Regions from separate parts of the Mus musculus genome. Here regions 1, 2 and 3 are each linked to region 4. A link is a contact called in public promoter capture Hi-C data. All regions are on one chromosome and are shown on one strand. The core of a region is the stretch at or near the end of the contact, and the rest is flanking DNA. Distances in the headings are between cores, read along the strand shown. Region 1 holds the start of Raly (hnRNP-associated with lethal yellow). Region 2 holds the start of Chmp4b (charged multivesicular body protein 4B). Region 3 holds the start of Necab3 (N-terminal EF-hand calcium binding protein 3). Region 4 holds the start of Tgif2 (TGFB-induced factor homeobox 2).

Evidence for each region. Promoter capture Hi-C pulls out the DNA fragments that hold promoters and counts their contacts.
Region 1: a promoter capture Hi-C map of pre-B cells shows a contact between it and region 4, with 4 times the contacts expected there. The contact joins the promoter of Raly here to the promoter of Tgif2 in region 4. A contact is called at or near these places in 2 of 39 promoter capture datasets (liver and pre-B cells).
Region 2: a promoter capture Hi-C map of pre-B cells shows a contact between it and region 4, with 4 times the contacts expected there. The contact joins the promoter of Chmp4b here to the promoter of Tgif2 in region 4.
Region 3: a promoter capture Hi-C map of pre-B cells shows a contact between it and region 4, with 3 times the contacts expected there. The contact joins the promoter of Necab3 here to the promoter of Tgif2 in region 4. A contact is called at or near these places in 2 of 39 promoter capture datasets (liver and pre-B cells).

Annotation. Positions count from the first base shown.
Region 1 is chr2:154,789,636-154,792,645 of GRCm38.p6, reverse strand. Raly (hnRNP-associated with lethal yellow) reads right to left here and starts at 1,536. Exons shown (of 8, transcript NM_001139511.1): 1 at 1,098-1,536.
Region 2 is chr2:154,655,397-154,658,371 of GRCm38.p6, reverse strand. Chmp4b (charged multivesicular body protein 4B) reads right to left here and starts at 1,346. Exons shown (of 5, transcript NM_029362.3): 1 at 1,001-1,346. The coding sequence starts at 1,190.
Region 3 is chr2:154,557,259-154,560,134 of GRCm38.p6, reverse strand. It overlaps Necab3 (N-terminal EF-hand calcium binding protein 3), which reads left to right and starts at 1,282. Exons shown (of 13, transcript NM_021546.3): 1 at 1,282-1,397. The coding sequence starts at 1,296. E2f1 (E2F transcription factor 1) reads left to right here. Exons shown (of 7, transcript NM_007891.5): 7 at 1-735.
Region 4 is chr2:156,838,596-156,841,513 of GRCm38.p6, reverse strand. It overlaps Tgif2 (TGFB-induced factor homeobox 2), which reads right to left and starts at 1,507. Exons shown (of 3, transcript NM_173396.3): 1 at 1,276-1,507. It overlaps LOC115486128, which reads left to right and starts at 266. Exons shown (of 5, transcript XM_030252280.1): 1 at 266-332; 2 at 515-1,798. The coding sequence starts at 266.

The DNA.
Region 1 (3,010 bases), core at 287-2,786, 2.0 Mb after region 4:
GCAAAAACATTTCCTCCTAACCACTTTCCCTCAGAGTTCTGATAGCAACAAAAGGAGATTTTATCTATGGCAGATCAGTCCCTGTCTCTCAGTCAATGTCTCAGAGAGGAGCCTACCTTTCTTACCTATACGGTGTTAAGACTAACGGTAAATCAAAATGCCCTCTGCACAAAGAGATTTCCTATCAGGAAATAAGTAACGGTTACTAACAGCTTTGTACTTCTACGGCGGTTTCATGTCTCTGAACCTTGATTTCTGCTCCTGTGAGCAGGGACAGCTCTGGAAGACCGGTGTGGACATGAGGCGATACATTCACGAAGTTCCTGGGTCAGTCTCGTTAAACGTTACCTGTTGGCATTTAACGCTTCTGCCCTGTACTAACTCCCTCCCTGAATTCACTAACACCCGGAGAGGCTGCGTTCCTCCTTGACCCCATTTCACCCAGGTGAAAACTGAGGCTCGGGCTGGAGCAAAGTGGGGGACGCGGCCCCCCAGTTCGAGGGCTGGCCGTTCCCTTCCGCGCTCCACAAGACACCGAGCAAAGGCTAGGCAAGGGTAGCGAGAAAGGCGCTCAGACAGACCCGTGAGGGAAAAGAAAGGACCAGTTTTGCGCGCCTAAGGGAACCTCAAAGAGCTGGACCGACTGGAAAGCCGGAAGAAACCCGGGGCCCCAATCCAGGCCAGAGCCAGGCCCCAGCCCGCCCGAGGCCTCCCCGGCGCAACCTCCGCTCCCTCCCCTCCTCCCCTCGCCGGTCGGGGCGGGGCGCAGCACAAAAGACTCCAACTTCCGAGCGGGCACCGGCCCACCCCCAACTCCCGGCCCGCGCCCGGCCGACCGACCGGAGGCGAGCTGCGAATACCAGGCGTCCAGGGGCGGGCGCGCGTGGCCCCGGGGCAGGCGACCCGGGGCGGCGGGCCCGGGAGGGAGCACAGAGGGAGGGGGCCGAGAGTTACTCCGGCTCCCAGGACTCCCGGGACCGCGGAGAGAAAGAGTTTCTAAAAATAGGCACCGGCCCGCCCGAGGAGGTGAGGAACGAAAAAGGCACACGGAACAGCCCGCCCGCACTCCTCAGGAGCGGCCCGCGGCCCCCACTCACCCGCGCCGAGGTCTGGAGGAAGCCGCGCGGCACCGAAGGGCGACGGCGCGTCTGCTCTCGGAGGGCGGGAGGGAAGAGGCGGCCCTGGCCGCCGCGTGAGGAGCCCGAGCACACGCGCGAGAGTCGCGACCGCTTCCGCCCCCTCGGCTTCCCTCGGCTCCGCACCCCGCGCCGCTCGCGCGCCCCGCCGCACTGACAGAGGCGCGAGCCCCGCAGCCGCGAGTCCTTCGCTCGGCCGCCACCAATGGGGCGAGCGCGGGGAGGGGGAGTGCTGGACAGGCGTCTGCACTCGGCCTGCCCGCCGCCCCGGCTCCTACCCGGTTCTCCTCTCGGTCCTCCGAATAGGATCCTGCCACCCGAGCACTCAGTCCCCAGCGCCGCCCTGCACGGGCCGGGCTCTCCAAACGCGTGGGCTCCCTGCACACCCCTCGCGCCGGGCTTTGGAAAGGTCCAGAGCTTCGGCGCGCAGAGGAGGAGGGCGGGGCCGGGGCGGGGTCTAGCGTGGGGTGGGGGGACGGAGGAGGCAGGCGGGGCTGAGGGAAAGGAGTTTGTGGCTTCCACCAGCCGGGTGCTGAAGGCGGGGCGGAGGGGGTCCCGAGGGCTGACGGGCGGGAGGACACGAGGGAGGAGCAGCAGGCTGAGGGCGGAGCCGGGGTGGGGGGGAAGAGCGTGCCCAGGGGAGGAGTCTGAGGGGCGGAGCTTGGGCCTACGGAAGCGGAGGCGGTGCTAAGAGGTTGCCGCCGGTCTGCAGGAGGTGGGCCTTGGTAACACCGCGGGCAGGACAGTCGGAGGTAGACCCTGGGCGGGAGCCGGAAGGAGGAAGATCCTAAGGGAGGAGCGCGGCGCGGGGGTGGCGCTTGATTGGGCGAGGCCTGGAGATGGAGCCCTCTCTGTTAGCTGGAGGCGGTGCGGCAGGGGCCAGAAGCAATTGGAGCGGTTATTTCACTTTCTAGGAATTAGAATGCTACCATTCGCTGGGAAGGCTTGGGGTTGGGCGGAGACGCTTCGATGTCTGGGGTCTCTCGTCAAAGGTGGAAAAAAAAAAAGCCTGATTAAGTAGTTTTGCCCTTATGGGATGAAATGTTTTCTTACTTAATCTGGGTGTTGGTTCTTCCTCCTAAATATTTATCATGTCAGGATCTCCCATTTGAATCAGTTTTTCAGTCTCCTGTCTCTCCCACTTACATCCCCAATTTGCCTCTCCAGACCATCAGGGGGTCTTCTGAGAGCAAAGAGGACCATTGTCAGCTATAGTCACAAATCTCCCAGAAAGCTGGAGACGTACTTATTTGTATTCCCCATTCCCTTCAGACCTGTGATTTCATTACCTGTTGGGAATTAGGACAGAGTTTGAGGCAGGGTCTCTGTAGCCCGGGCCAGCTTTGTACTTGCTCTGTAGCCGAGAATAATCTTGAACTCCTAATCCTCCCTGCTTCTGCCTTCCAACTGCTGGCATCACAGCGAGGCCAGGCCTCTTGAGTTCGGGAATGGGTGATTCAAACAGGTTCTCAGCCTTGAAGAGCAATCAGTCTTACTCACTAAACCATCTCCCCAGCGCCAAGACCAGGAATTCTTTACTGGTTTTTGTACATTACTGTGTTTCCAGACCTACTATGGTGATCAATAAACACTTCCATCAATCAGTCCAGCCCCTACCAACCTCCTCTGCTTTTTCTGGTTTTATCCAGCTCCTCACTTCCCTCTCTGTGTAACAGTCTTCCTATATTTGCTCAAATATACCATCTATTCTTTGTTGGGTTTCCTTGTCCGTTTGTTTTTTCAAGACAGGGTTTCTCGGGGTAGCCTTGGCTTTCCTGGAATTCACTCTGTAAACCAGGCTGGCCTCCACCTCATGTGCCACCACCGCTAGACTTTGGATATAGCAATCTATTAACTAACACCTCAGGCAGCCT
Region 2 (2,975 bases), core at 97-2,596, 2.2 Mb after region 4:
TGCATGATTCCTAAGCCAGCCCCCCCCCCCCACCTCTCTCTATCTCTCAACTTCGGCCCACTCTCAAGGGGTGACCTGTCACGCTATGATTCATGCTCACATTGTTGTAACAAAAACACACATGAGCATTTTGACTTTCTTTACAGTCATTCACACATTTTCACATCCATCTCACTGAAGAAAACTACAAGGTACTTCCTAGACAGTTTCGATTCCTAGACAGGAAGCAAAGAAGCTTTCAAGTTCCAATCAACAACAGGACTGGGTCAACAGAGGCAGAGTCCTCGTCATTTCTGGTTCAGGAGGAACGGGGAAGTGGTGAGTCACAAGAGGGTAAGGCTTACAACACGGAAGCTCTGAGAATCACAGGGTTATCGACATCTTAGGTCTTCCAGTGGCCAGCTCCTAGCCGGTGGATGTGGAACTCAAAACTTAACAAGTACACTCAACAAGTGAACAGACAGAGCGGGTCCCAGAGGGTCTCTTCACTCCCCAGTTCTCTTTTTTCTCCATAAAGGAAGCTTCTCAAGAAGACTCCTAAGTCAGGGGCAGAAGGCAGCTCAGACGTCACCAAGGGCTCAGGAGAGGACAGAGGTGGACCAAGAAACACATAAATGATAGGGTGGGGCAAAGAAATGAACCAAGGTGGGGGTAGAGGCAGTGGCTGGGAAGATGGGTGAGGCCAAAGAGAAAAGAATACAATGGAACAGAGTGGAACAGACTGAGCAAAGTTAAAGTGCTGTGAGATCTGGGTCAGAAGAGGCCTGCCAGGGTAGGGAGAGTTTGAAGGGAGTCTGATGATGCAAGTGAACCGGCTCAAGGAGACCCAGAAGGAGTCAGATGGAAAGGGATCCCCGGCTCGGCTGGACAACGAAAGAAGTCTGGCCGGAGAGTTCCAGAGTCGAGAGAGACCCCGAAACGAGTTAGACAAAGTGGAGTCCGGGCCTGGGGAGCCTTAGGAGAGCCAGTGGAGAGTCTGATGGGGCCCCAGCCGTCTCACCGCGTTTATTTTTGGTGCCGTGCTTCTTGGCAGCCGTCAGCTCCTGTTCGATTTTCTTCTCCAGGAACTCCTGCTTCTTGCTTAACATCTCCTCCGTGTCCCGAAGCCGCTGGATGGCCTCCTGGGGGGTCGGGCCGCCCTTGCCCGCCTTACCCCCTCCAGCCCCGAACAGCTTCCCGAACACCGACATGGTTGCTGCTCGCCGCGCCGGCCTCCGGCGCCCACTCCGGCTCGGCTCGGCTCGGCTCGGCTCGGCTCCCGCGCCCACTCCCGGCCTGCCGCTCCCCGCAGCCGCAGGCCTCGCCTCCACCTCCGCCCCGCAGCTGGGCCCGGCCGCGCCACCTCCCACAGGCCCCCACGCCCGGGCCCGGCCGGCGTCAGGGCAACGCGCCGCTGACTACAGCTCCCAGAGCACCACGCGCCCGCAGCCCCTCGAGTCTAAGGGAGGACCGCGCGCTGCAAGCCGGGAGTCTGAGTTTTCCGGCTCCTGGCGTACTATGGCGCATCTTTTTAGTCTCGCAGAGGTCAAAGGGCAATGTGGCATGCTGGAAAATGTAGTCTCTTTGGAATGTGTTCCGTAGAGATGAAAGACCAGGAAGAGAAGAAATAACTATTACAAAAAGAGGGGTTCGTTGTGCTGGTCCGTGATAGAACCCTGGACCTAATTCACAGCACGGGAAGTAATAGTGATAACAACATCACTCATTTTCTATGATCTCTGGAACATAGTACTTTACAATCATAATCACATTTGATTCTTAAAGCAGTTTACAACAGATAATGCTGTTCCTATTTTGTGTGTCTGTTTTGGAACCAGACTTTCATGTAGCCTAAGCTGGCCTTGAAGTTCCTAAGGATCAGAGGCTGGCCTGTCTCTGCCTCTGAAGTGTTGGATCTGTGCTGTTCCTAATTTATATGTCAGTGAATCAAGCCCAGGAAACTGGCTGTCTAACTAGCTTACTTTACCAGACCGGTCAGTTCTCTCTACTTGGATGAGCTGTCATTCTCTTTATTCACCTAAGAGACCTTCTGAAACCTAAAATAGACTAACCACCTTGGCAGTGTAATTCAACAGCAAAGCTTCAAAATCAGCCTCGAATATTCATTTAGATACTTACTTCCTCTTGCTTTCCAAAGCTGTAAATTTGAAATTGTCACAAGTCCTCTTAAAAGAGTTTGTAAGTGAGATAGGAATATAAAGGGCCCAGCTGACTACAGGCACTCAAATAAAGATGTGTGTTTTAAACAGGACTTGGCAATTCATGCCTATAATCTCACATCTTTTGAAAGGCTGAGATAAGAGGGCTGCCATGTGGTGGCACATGCCTTTAATCCCAGAGGCAAAGGCAGAGGCAGGTAGATTTCTGAGTTATAGGCCAGCCTAGTCTACAGACTGAGTTCCAGGACAGCCAGGGCTATACAGAGAAACCCTGACTTGAAAAAACCTCCTGAATGTAATTGTATTTCTGGCACTGAAAAAAAAAAAAGAAAGAAAGAAAGAAAGAAAGAAAGAAAGAAAGAAAAAGAAAAAACCTCCTGTCTGTTTGAGTTCTGACCTGCTTTCATGATGATCAATGATATGGAAGTATAAGCTCAGTAAACCATTTCCTCCCCGAGTTGCTTTGGTCACAATAATAGTAAGACACTCTAGGAGTATAGAAAGTCATGTTTGGGGGGATTATATTAGAAAACTCAAATTTAACTTAAATACTCTTACCACACAATTGGCATCCGTCTCTGGGGAAGAATTTGAACCTACATTGGGACTCTTGGTTTTGTTGTTGTTGTTTTTTGGTTTTTTCGAGACAGGGTTTCTCTGTATAGCCCTGGCCATCTTGGAGCTCACTTTGTAGACCAGGCTGGCCTCGAACTCAGAAATCCGCCTGCCTCTGCGGGACTCTTGTTTTTAAAAGGGTGCTGAAAGCCAGGGGCAGTGTCTGTCTATAGTGGCTGACACAGGAAACCTGGAGTTCCA
Region 3 (2,876 bases), core at 33-2,532, 2.3 Mb after region 4:
GGTGGTACAGCTTGCCTGGCTGGGTTTGCAGGGCAGCAAGAGCACTGCTTAAAAGTTTTCCGATCGAAGCTTTAATGGAGCGTTTATTTATTTATCGAGGCCTCTGGCAAGCCTGGGGGGATAAGCAAAGGGTGGGGGGCATGGGTGATACCTTAAGTCCCTGTTCTCTGAAGCAAGGGCAGGATCCCTACCCAAGAGTTGCTGAGGCCCAAGCAGTTTATTTATTGGGAAAGGGAGAGGGAGACAGACTGACAGCCATGGATGGGCTGGAGAAACAGTCCCTTTGTACCAGTACTCCAGCCGCATGTATCCAGGGGATCTGAGATGGGGAGGGTACGTGAGGGCCTTGGCTGACTGCGGCCAGGAGGGGTGGGTATGCGTCCTTCCTATGGCTGGAGTGCTCCTCTGCTGTCCTCCCCACCCTCCAGTCTGCACTTTGATTTGTTTCCTAACAGTTCTGTTCCCTCCTGCTTTGATTTTAATAAATGTTTTGATGGTGTTAGGGCTGGGTTTGAAACTCTCCGCCAGCCAGAGTGAGGCTAGTGTTGGAGGGAATGTTCACTCCCTCTTCCTATCTGACTTAATTTCCTTTCAGTTTGTAACCCCTTGAGAAGAAAACTGACCCAATGGTGGGTAGGGAGTTATGCTTGGGACCTAAGTACAGAAGAGGGAGCGTCAGAGTCAGCTTGCTGTGCACCTTCTGAACATTAGTAAAGATGCAACACAGTGAACTGTGTTTGTGTCGAATGCTTTCCTGTGTGTATGTGCGTGGGCCTACGCTTGCAGCTGCTGTTCCCTCCCTATAGGCCTTGTAAGTAGAAGACCAGGGAGAGTTTCCTGAAAGGTGCTGGGGCAGAGATCTGGGAGAAGGAAGGGGTGATTGGCAATCCATGACTTGTGTTAAAGCATAGATGGAAGTCCTCTGAGCTGAGCATCTACAAAGCTTACTTCTTTACAACCTGGGGGCTAAGGGGGAAGGCTATTATCCTCATTTGACAGGGAAGTGCAGATGTCCAGATATAAAACGCTTGTGGGTCTGATCTATTAGGGCTCCTGCACTTAGAGCTTTGCCTGCCCACACCCGACTGGGTGGAGCGCCGGTTCCTGTGGGACTCCTGGCAAGATGTCATTGCCAGTGACTTCTGGGGTGACTCCTTTTGGAAGCCTCTTCCAGGCGGGGAAACCGAGGCCAGGTGGGGGCGGGGCCATGCTTGGGCCAATGGGCGCGCGCCCCGCCCCCAGCCAGCCTGGGCGGCCTGGTAACCGCAACCCGCAGCCTTGCAAGCCTCCGAGCCATGGCGTGCGCCGGGCTGCTTACTGTGTGCCTGCTCGGGCCACCTGCGCCCCAGCAGCCGCGACACTCTGCGCCTGCCGCGGGACACGCGCTTTTCCAGGACGTGAGTGGGGCACCGGCGGGCGGGCATCAGGCTCCCTAGGTCTCAGTCTTCCATGTCCCTGTCTCTCCCTCCACATCTGTTGGTCCTGCTTCGGTCCCTCTCCTAGACTATCTGTGACCCTGCTGTTGTGATCCTCCTGCCTTTTTGTCTTCCTGCCATTGCATTTCTTGTGCTGTCTGTGCCGCTCCGTGTCTCTCCTTGTCTCTCAGCAGTACTGCCCCTCACCCTAATTGTGTCCACTGGGGCTGGGGACTGCCAACACTCAGTCACAGCAGCCTGCTCCATGGCAGCCCCGGCTGGGCTGATAGGACAGGGGAGCCTACCTAGACCTTGAAGGAGCTCTGTCCTGCCCCGGAAGCCTCAGGCCTGATCAAGGGTGGCAGAGTCTTACAGTTGGTAAGGGACTCCTCTCATGGGCAGCAGGTGGCCTTGAGCCCCCTTTTGTAGATGTAGAGCATCCTACCCTGTCTCAGATCGCTGTGCAATCTTCCTGTGCTACCTTACCTAGCTAGAGGCAAAACTCCAAGTGCAGGAGCCCTAGCTCTGAGCGCCTCTCTTTCCCCCTTCTACTATGTGCTCAGCAAGTCCTGGCTCTCTTCTGCCCCTATTCTAGAAGTCCCTGCCAGTGTAAGAGGCTGTTGTGCCCCCTCCCCAATGCCCTAGTGACTCAGCACCTTGACCATGGTCCTTCAAGCCTGAGGAGGCATGTTTCAGGTCAGGAGGCACCCTGGGGTATGAATGGAGTATCTTCATTCAAGCTTAGCTCTCCTGCCCCACTCCCATCCAAATTACCCCAGCCCGGCTGCGTTGAGCTGCTGTGTGATCCCAATCCAGTAGCAGCCCTTTCTCTGAGTCAGCCTAAGGGTTATATTGGTTGATTAGCCTAGTGACCCTGAGGGAGTTGGGTGGAAGAGTTTAGCATTCAGGACCCTGGGCTCTATGAGTTCTGTCTAGGCTTTGAACTTGTCTGTTTCATCATTGCCTCTACAAATAAAATCTACGGGCCGTTGCCACCCTCCTTGTTCCTTACACAAATGTGTACACACAGATGCCCACAGTCTTCATGATGAATTGGCCTTATAAGAGGTCCCAGCCCTGAAAGGGTTAAACTCTAAGCTGCTCCCTCACATACTAGTGGGAAAACCAGAACACCCAAAATAAGCAGGCACAAGGGAAAGAGCCTGTTCAGTGAGGGTAGGTGGAGAATAGTGTGTGGACTTGGGAGAATACCCATAAAGTCAGGGTGGGGGAGGGGTGGGGAGGGAAACATTCAGATCTGATATGGCTTCCAAGGCTTCTCAGGAAGATTCTTAGCCCATCTGTCCAACCTTCCTCAAGCTGGGAACATGCCAAAGGCTGCTACATCAGAGCCAACTCGGGCTTGACTCCAGCTGTGGGAGGTGAAGGTACAGAGAGCTGGCCAGGAGCACCCACCCACCGTGAAGCCAGCCCTACAGCAGGAGGGAGTCAGCACTAGGG
Region 4 (2,918 bases), core at 258-2,757:
CCAGGAGCACGCACGTCACCACACCGGCCATCCATCAGTTTTTTATACAACTGGGTTATTGGAGGCACCCCTTGGACACTGCACCCCATCAATCTCCTACACACTCCCACAACACCATCTGCAGCCACTCCCACAGGAACTTTCTGACAACTCGCCCAGCTCCAGATACAATCCCCCGGGCCGCACACTGAGGCTGGAGTTCCCAGCAGTTCACACAAAGCGCGCAGCCTCCCCCGCGGCCCAGACGCAACGGAGCACATGGCTCATGGGGCGCCGACGAATCCGCCGGCGCTCAAGGCACCCTCACTCAACTGTCCCCCACCAGAGTCACGGTGCGAGCAACAGCTCCCCTGTCGGTCCGCCACCCGGCGCTTGGGGGTTGGGGGGGGGGGACGACTTTGCAAGGAAAAAAAAAAAACTCACGTGTCCATTTTGGGACAGGAAAAAGTTTAGTTCCCAGCCCGTTCCCTGGTACTCCGCGCAGGGTGACTCTTGGGGCGCGGGGCCGCCGGAGCGTGCGCGCTCGGCTTTGTGCTCCGAACTCGGCCCGGAGGGGGAGGGGAAAAGAGGGGGCTGGGCTCCAACCTCCGCGCCGCCCCCCCCCCCCAACTCTGCGCCTGGACTCCATGTTGGCCGCCCCCCCTACATCGGGGACGCGCACAGCCCCCGCAAGACGCTCGGCTGCCCTTCGCCTGGTCCCGGGGTCCCGGCGCGCACAAACTTTCTCCGCGTCGCCAGCCCCACGCGCCCCACAGCCTTGGCCCGCCTGGGAGTGACAGATGCCTCGGAGACAGACTTTCCTTTGTTCCAAAGGAAAGGGGAACTCGCGCGGGCTCCCAAGCCCTCTCCGTCGGAGCCCCGCCCGCGGCCCCCACCTCCAGCTGTCACTCGGCGGCCCCCGGTCCCGCTCTGTCGCCGTGCGGGAGGGGGGGGGGCTGCCGGCGGTTAGCAACGTGCACTTTTGAAACCAAACAAACCCGCTCCCCGCGCGCTCACCCCGCTGCAGGGCACCGGCTGCCCTCTCCCAGAGGAGCTTTGGGAGCTTTGGGAGCCGAGCCCTCCCTCAAGGACCCCGAACAGCGCCCCCCCCGCCAACCCCGGCATTCCGCGCCAGCGTTCCGCGGTCCCGACTCACACACACCCCCGGGGCTCACACACCCACTGTCGCACGCGCCGGGACGACGCCCCCTCCCCCGCCCCGTCGCCCCAAGAAACTTTCCAAGTTGTCCGCGCGCCTCCTCCCGCGTCTCCAGCCCCTCGGCGCCCCGCACTCACCTTCCCTGGCGGCTTTCCGGCCCACGCGGCCTCGGTGGGGTGTGGGACCACCCGGCCGGGGCGGGGGGCACCGGGGGAACGCGCCGCGTACCTGCCGGGTCTGACACCCGCCTGACAGCTCGCGGCTGGAAAGCACCTCGCGACCTGACGTCAGATCCCCTCTCCTCCCATCCCGCCTGCCGCACCCTCCCCCACCGCCCCGAGGCAGAAACAAACTTTGTGCAGAGCGTGGCCAGCTACGCCCACCCTCGGGGGCGGGCCCGCAGAGCCAGGGGGCTTCGCCCCGCCCACGCGTCGGAGGGGGCGGGCCCGCGGCACCTCCTTCCTGCGCCCACCCACCTTAGGAATGCCGCATGGCCGGGGCCCGGGGCGGAGCGGTGGGACCAGGGCTCCCGGAGTCAGCTCCAGGGCAGGAAGTGGCCCGCTCCTCCTTTCAGAGAGTGTTTCCGGAGCGCCTACTGTGTGCTCCTCCATGGGGGTGGGGGCACTACCAGGCACAAAGGGTGCCAGTCCCCGTACCTTTGTAAGTTCGCCTCCTCCTCTGGGAGCTTGCCCTTGTGGGGATGGGGAAACTGAGGCTCAGTCGGCTCAGAGTAACTCCCAGGTGCTAAAGGACCAGTTGTTTTGTCCGCTCATAAGGCAAACGGCGCGGCGAAGACCACTTGGGATAAAACCCCAAGCCTAGCGCAGATGGTCGGCCAGGGGTGAGTACAGGCTGCACCCCAGGAGCGTGAGTGAGGCAGGCACCGTGTCGCAATTTGGAGGTGGCCGCATTTACTCGCTGGTCCCTGCCTTACCACGTGTGCCAGTGTCCTTTGGCCAGGTGGGTCTGATGATAGAGCCGAGCCTTTCCCTTGGTGGCTAACCCCAGTTGGAGAGGGTGAGGCTAGGCGCTTCCAGCGGTCCAGGCTAGGGTCATTTTACCTCAAGTTTTCCTTGCGTCCAAGTTCCCTGACTGTTTGTCTGTCTCTTGCTATCTGCATAAGTGTGGCATAGCCTAACTCCAGCTAACAGGCCTTTTCTGGGTTTGTGATCATATAGGCCCAGAAACCTGAGACCCACGTGCCAGAACCAACAGCATCCGAACAGTCTTCCCTGATTGTTATTTTTTTTAATGCTGTTATCTTCTAATCATTTTACTGTTGAGTTTGGGTCTTGGGTCAGACTTAAGAGTGGCGCACCTGCTGCAGCTAAGTGACAGAGACAACAGCTGTCATTGCTGCAGCAGACTCAAGCTTTTGTTTTTCGTTGTACTGTAGTCACAAAAACTTTGGCAACCAAAGTTAAGTTTTCCTACCAGAAGGCCCTAAGCCAGTCAGGATGCCGATTAAAAGCATCTTAAGGTGGGTTTCATAGAAGCCGGACTTGCCTGGAAATCCTTGAAACCAAGATGGCCATCCAAAATCAAAAACATTGCCCAGAACCCTCTTTTTTACTGATGGTGACACCAAGTCTCAGAGAGTTGGTCACAAGCAATTTCTTAGCCAAGTCATATTCCAGCCACAGACCTTTGAAAGAATGAAGGAGATGGGAAATCTTAGGTAAGAAAAGTAAAAACCAATTAGGTCTTGGCAAAAAGCAGGGACTGTCATATAGGTGTGACATGGAGGGAAAATAGAGGGATAGCCCAGTGAATCTGGAGA